2 separate regions of the Capsicum annuum genome follow, and region 2 is linked to region 1. A link is a contact called in public Hi-C data. All regions are on one chromosome and are shown on one strand. The core of a region is the stretch at or near the end of the contact, and the rest is flanking DNA. Distances in the headings are between cores, read along the strand shown. Region 1 holds the start of LOC107853920 (60S ribosomal protein L2, mitochondrial). Region 2 holds the start of LOC107870272 (nudix hydrolase 3).

The links. Hi-C and Micro-C count contacts between places; a contact is called where the count stands out from the background.
Region 2: a Hi-C map of leaf shows a contact between it and region 1, with 2.2 times the contacts expected there. The contact joins the promoter of LOC107870272 here to the promoter of LOC107853920 in region 1. A contact is called at or near these places in 2 of 5 Hi-C or Micro-C datasets (bud and leaf).

The regions. Positions count from the first base shown.
Region 1 is chr1:25,491,948-25,495,378 of UCD10Xv1.1, reverse strand. It overlaps LOC107853920 (60S ribosomal protein L2, mitochondrial), which reads left to right and starts at 1,558. Exons shown (of 2, transcript XM_047395521.1): 1 at 1,558-1,923; 2 at 2,287-3,168. The coding sequence starts at 1,851. The coding sequence ends at 2,822.
Region 2 is chr1:26,273,997-26,277,711 of UCD10Xv1.1, reverse strand. LOC107870272 (nudix hydrolase 3) reads right to left here and starts at 2,037. Exons shown (of 21, transcript XM_016716744.2): 1 at 1,718-2,037. The coding sequence starts at 1,797.

The sequences.
Region 1 (3,431 bases), core at 309-2,808:
CAAGCGAATATAGGGATGAAGGCTCACATGTCAGTCTAGAGTGAGACCTTTAGTAGTAGTCCTTAAGTTCAAGAACTACGTAGCCACCGTAGGATATGAGATGTCATCCTGCTAGTAGAGGGTTAACACTTTCATAAGGGTCTCCTTCCAGCAGAGGATGACACCCTAGTCCTTCGAGACATTAGTTTAATAGATTCACACAGCCAGTGTCAGTATCCTTAGCAAGGTACCAACACTTTTCCAATCAGAGTCATAGGTTGGACCCCGATTAGCTCAAATTGGGGCATGTCAGTTAAATGTTAGCTCCCACAGTTTCAGTAATTAGATTGCATCAATTCAGGTTTGCATGACTAAGTATCCATATATCAGTTATTCAGATCATTTCAGTATATGTTTATGCTTGGTTTTGCATTCATTTTATATGATTCATGCATTCATACTCAGTACTTATATGTATATCAGTTAGTACCTATCTTGTATACCAGTACATTCATAGTACTGACCGCATACTGTCTTTTGCGCTATATTAATTTCACAATATAAGTTCGGATGCTCAGCTCCTAGATCGTGCCTAGTTTTTTCCTATATCATTCAGTTGTCGCATTGTTGAGTCCTCATCGGTCGAGGACTAGTCAGATTAGTTGTTATGCTTCTCGGTACTTTATTTCATGTGATTTCAGTAGTCAGAGTTAGTTGAGGACCTGTCCTAACAACTTATCATGTTTAAAGGCTTTCAAACGGTCAGACAAATTGTTATGTTTTCAGTATTGATTTTCAGTACGTTTGATGTTGTTTTTTTTACATTCAAATATTTTATTAAATGACTTCTGCACAGTATTTTGTTACACTTTTCAATATTTACAGTATGTGCCAGCTCATGAGTTAGCTTGGAGTCACTTGTAGCCTTAAGCACCGTGTTACGATTAGGGGTAGTCTCGAATAGTGACATTTGTATACCCATTACTACCGGAGATAATTCATCCCTATTCTTAGCTAGCGTTTCATCATAAATTTTTAGATATTGTGATCAAGTTTTGACACGTATTTGGCATTGTTTTTGGGAAACATATTTCATTCCTTTTAAGGAAAAAAAGAAAAACATGAAATATGATTTATACATATAAGTTTGACACAAAGTAATTATTTTTATAATGAACTATATTACATTCTCCAGAAATCATAACATGAATTTAATAAAATTACTAATAAAATAATTATTAGTTATTACAATTCGTCAAATTACTATTAGTTATGAAGATTCATTGACGCGAAAAAATAAACAATAACAATGATAGTGACAAATTATTCTTTAATATAATCTTTATATTTCGAACAAAATTTTAATAAGAATACGTTTAATGACAGATTTGATTGATAGAATTATAGTTGTAGCCATAATTGATGAATTTTTTTGTAAAATATAAAAGTTTAATATAAGTTTTAAAATATTAAAATAATTCTTAAAACTACACATTCTCTCAAAATTACCTCCTTTTTTTTTTTAAAAAAAAAAAGATAATAGATAAGTTGATTCATTTTCCGTGATTTGCTTGATCAAACTTGGGATCTTATGTTGATAATTTTTATTGTCAATACCAAAACTTTTTCCAAAATCTACTTGCAATACATATGGTCAAGCAAATCCTTATTAATTGTTACTCACAAATGTAAATAAAAAAAATAAAGAACGAACATAAAAACTCAAATTGATCCCCTACTCCCAACCGGACAGTCAAATCCCTACAAAAAAAAAAAAAAAAAAAACTACTGTAGTAAGAAAAGCCGAGTAGTCACTGTCGTTAAACCCTGCCCCTCCAAGAACACAAACGAATTCCAAAAGGAAAAAGAAAATGGCTCTTTGGAGAGCGAGAATGGCTTCTTCGTCCCTACTTCGCAATGTCATCAGTCGCTCTTTCTCTACCAGTACTCTCTCTTTCCCTATATTCATTTCAATATCTACAGAATCCCTAAAATTTAACCCAAATTCTGTTGCTTTTGTTTTTCAACAAGTTTTGTTGTTTTTCTTAACAATGTAAACCAATTTTTTTTGTTTTCTTTACAAATTTAACCCAATTTTGTTGTTGTTCTTAACAATTAACTCAGGTTTTTGTTTTTTTATTTTGGTAAATTTAATCCATTTTTGTTGTTTTGTTAACAATTTAAGACTCTTTTTGTTGTTATTTTGCAATTTAACCCAATTTTTTTTTTTTGAAGATTTTAAACCAGTTTTGTGGTTTTTTTTGTAAATTTAATCCAATTTCTGTTGTTTTATTGAGTGATTTATAGGTCCATTTGAAGCAATGGTGTCGAAAATGAAGCCATCAAAGGAACTAGAATCAATGATGGAACAATTTTCACTGGACATAAGTTCCCAAATTGGAAGTTGTATGCCATTAGGTATGATGAGAATCGGAACCCTAATTCACAACATCGAGATCCGACCCGGACAAGGCGGTAAGTTGGTTAGAGCAGCTGGTACATCTGCAAAAATACTTACGGAGCCAAGTGCATCGACAAAGTTTTGTGAAGTGAAGTTGCCATCAGGTGTGAAGAAATTGGTTGATGTTAAATGTAGGGCGACGATAGGACAAGTGTCGAATCCAGAGCATGGGACGAAGAAGTTGAGGAAGGCGGGGCAGAGCAGGTGGCTGGGAAGGAGACCAACAGTTAGGGGGGTGGCGATGAATCCTGTTGATCATCCACATGGTGGTGGTGAAGGGAGGAGTAAGAGTAGTGGAAGTCATGGAAGGGTTTCGTTGACACCTTGGGGGAAACCTACTAAGAGTGGGTATAAAACTGGGCCACTTAAGAGGAAAAAGTAGTCCTACGGGAGCTTTAGTGCACCGTGTTGCCCTGCCGTTGTTTGTTTGTGTTACTTTTTCTTAATGAAGTTTATGAGGAGACAATAATATTCAGCAAATGAATTTAGAAACTTGTTTAGAAACTATGGAGGTTTTTTGTGCCTTTTGGTTTGATAGAAATTGTGTTACTTCAGGTTCGTTTCAATCTAATGGTTAGTCAAAGGTTTATTAGGAGAACACCTATTAAGCTATTGTTTTTGCAAGTTTTGAGGATGTCTAGTGCCTCGACATTACTCCATTGTAATTTTTACCTGAAAATAGGTAAGATGATTACATTTCATTTGCTTAATGTAGTTTCCTTTCTCTATTCTGGTATTATTATATTTCATGATGAAGTTTATGGGGAATATAATAATTATCAGCAAATCAAGTTTGAAACTTGTTTCGGAATGATGGGGTTTTTTCCTGCCATTTGGTTTGCTAGAAATTGTGTTACTTCAGGTCTGTTTCAAACTATGTTTACTCGAAGGATCGGGTTGGTAAGAGAACACCTAGTAAGCTGTTGTTTTTGCTAGTTTTGATGGATACTTGTTTATCTATGTTACATTTTCTTGATGAAGTTTATGAGGA
Region 2 (3,715 bases), core at 788-3,287, 780 kb before region 1:
TCGTGTCATCATAACAACCCTACCCATATAATTTTTTCCCAATGGTGACCACTTTTCAGCCATCAAATTTAATAATTCGGCGCGTGAGTATGTTTTGGCCAGTTCTTCGGTGACTATCTTGTAAAAGATCTACTCATCTCTTGATTTCGAGATGACCCATATATATTATACTAGTTTCCGGCAATTTTCCAACGACACATCGACTTTCCGGCGATGTTTACTACTTTTTGGATCACTTTTTTAGTTTGTTTTGTTTCAATTGAGGTCTCCCAGAAAGCAGTCCTTATCAGTTTTCTTGAAGATATCTTCACCAAGTCCCTCACCGATCATCATATTAATTACATCCATAACAAGCTTGGTACATATGTCTTTTATGCACCAGTTTGAGGGTGAGTGTTAGGATATGAGTAGGAATAGGAATAGCAAATAGAATCCTCCTTGGAAAGGGATTGTAATGTCTTGTCCTATTAGGAAAAAGATTAGAATATAGTGTCTATAAATAGGGTCTGTGTAATAATGTAGTTACAACAATTCAATAATATTTTTCTCATATATTCTCACAACTACTACCTAAATAAAATAAAAACACACACAATTCAAGTACTCCAGTACTTATGTTGACATTTTTACATTGCTCTTCCCAATCAAGTGGGGGGGGGGGGGGGGGGGGGGGGGGGAGAAAAAAGAATGAAAAAAAAAAATCAAAAGTCATAAGCTTCAACCAGATCACTTTGCCCAAGACAAAAGGGGTTGCTCGGATGGTAAGCATCGTCCAACTCCAACAATAAGGTTATTGGTTCGAGTCAGCAAGGGAGCAAAAAAGACCGGAGCTCCTAAGGAGGGAAAAACAGAAGACTACCTTGCCCAAGACAAGAAGGGTTGCTCATATGGTAAGCACCCTCCCCCTCTAATTCTAAGGTTGTCGATTCAAGTCACCAAGTAAGCAGAAAAAGTGGAAGCTCCTAGAGAGGGGGAGGAGAGAAGACTAATTTGCCAAAAATATTACAATACATTCAACAACAACATCATACCCAGTTTAATACTTTCAAGCGTAAAAAAAATCAAATAATTAGCTTTATTCCATTGGCAAGAACTCTGAAGAAATGGTGTTTGTGAACTTGCTCATATTGCTAATTCAAGCATAATTTAATAGCTATAAGTAGGTTGATGGACGAGTAGAACAAGTAAATTTACAATGAATCTCACAATTCTATCCATTCATATAGCCGAGCCCAACTAGTTTAGATTTAATAATAGTTGTCATAATCAAAATTCCAATCATCAAACTTACACCACGAATCAAAACTAACAAAAAGTACAGTTAGAAAAATTTAAAATTGATCAAAATTCTTCCTATCCCATACGATATTTTCTTTTCTCTTGATGAGGGGTTGTCACCTGACTGGCATTTCACTAAATTTGGATTCAATCATAATTGTTATAATCAAAATTCCAATCATCAAACATATACCAAGAATCAAACTAACAAAAAATACAGTAGACAAAATTTATCAAAATTCTTCCTATCCCATATGATATTTTCTTTTCTTTTGATGAGGGGTTGTCACCTGACTGGCATTTCACTAAATTTGGATTCAATCATTGTTGTTACAATCAAAATTCCAATCATCAAACATATATCAAAAAATAAAACTAATAACATATGCAGTTAAAAGAATTTTAAAATTAACCCATATGATGATGTGGGGTTGTTCACCTGGGTTTAGAGATGCCAGTTTTTTCTCCAGTTTTTGTAAGGACATCAAAATACTCTTCTTGATCATGCTGGGCAGCCATTGATAGTATTGTTCAACTTTCAAAAACCAAACCAGGATTTTGTTTCTTGAATCAATAAATGACTGTAATGGGGTTTGTTCAAAAGCCCCGACAACTCTGAAAACCGGGACAAGCAAACGTAGTGAGTATTATAAAAAATTATTTAAACTTCGGGAATCTTTTGTAAATGGTTTTTATTTTTTTTTAATATAGAAAAGGGGAGTGAAGATACACGCTATTAAAAAAAATTCTTTTAATAGCTGCTTATGAATCAAATTCGTCAACATTTGCATATTTATGTCAATGCAGAACATGTGATTTTTATAAGCATATTCACTACGTACGTAATTAAATTGGAATTAATTAGTCATATAACCACTCCACTTTAAAAAGATTATCCAATAAATTTACTTATATTTGTTTTGTTTCAATAGAGTTAATCTAATTTATGTGTTTATCTAAATAGGGGTGGGCGTTCGGTCGGTTCAATCTGATTGTTTAATATAGGTTCGGTTTATCGATTTTCGGATTGACAAAAATGACAATCATAACCAAATCGAAATAAAATCGGTTTGGTTCGGTTTCTTCAAATTCGGTTCGGTTATTTCAAGTTTTTATTTCGGTTTGAAATATTAAAGTAGAGAGCCTCTCTTTTTCATAACTGAGCGTTTAAAATTAATGATTTTTTTAAGAAAAATAATTTTTTCCAAATCTATTTTTCATTCCCAAATATAAATAACTATAAGTAACTCAACATGAATGAAATGAAATAAAATAATTATAAGCTTAACATAATACATAACGACATTGATCATTATATATAAATTTCCATAAACAGTCCTGTCCACAAAACAAACACAAAACTCATAAATTTCTCGCGAATTGCTTAGTGAATGGTAATATGTTTACTGTTTAGGGATTTAGGCGCCTTGGAGTTGGAATTAGGGTTACTAAAATGTATATATAATTAATATAATATATTGATAGGGATTTAGGCGTCTTGGAGTTGGAATTAGGGTTACTAAAATGTATGTATAATTAATATAATATATTGATAATATATATTATTTTATATATATAATAAATTAATAATACATATATATATATATATGTATATATAAACAACAACAACAACAACAAACCCAGTGTATTCCCACCTGGTGGGGTCTGGGGGGGTAGGATGTACGCAGTCCATACCTCTACCTCTGAAGAAATAGAAAGGCTGTTTCCGATAGACCCCCGGCTCAAGACACGCGGTACCACACAAACACATAGTAAAGCACAGCACAAGGTTACAAGATTACATAACATAAATACGGCACCCATAAGTAATCTAAAACAAAGGAAAACACACAGATTCATAATAAAACATGGGACACGGACTCCTAACAGGAATAAACCCCCACCACGTAGTTTCCTACACTAGCGACTCAGGCTGGCCCTAGTCCTCTGCCCTGATTCGCGTCCTCCAGACCTTCCTATCTAGGGTCATGTCCTGGGTGAGCTGTAGCTGCTCCATGTCTCGCCTAATCACCTCACCCCAGTACTTCTTCGGCCTACCCCTACCCCGCTTAAAGCCATCCAACGCTAGCCTCTCACACCTACGGACCGGGGCATCCATGCCCCTCCTCTTCACGTGTCCGAACCATCTCAATCGGGCTTCCCGCATCTTGCACTCCACTGGTGTCACACCAACCTTCTCCCGGATGTTCTCATTCCGAACTCTATCCCCTCTAGTCAGCCCACACATCCAGCGCAACATCCGCATTTCTGCCACCCTCATCTTTTGGATGTGGGAGTTCTTCACTGGCCAACACTCCGCTCCATACAACATGGCCGGACGGACTACCGCCCTGTAGAATTTGCCTTTAAGCTTAGGCGGCACTTTCTTATCACACAGCACCCCCGACGAGAGCTTCCACTTCATCCATCCCGCCCC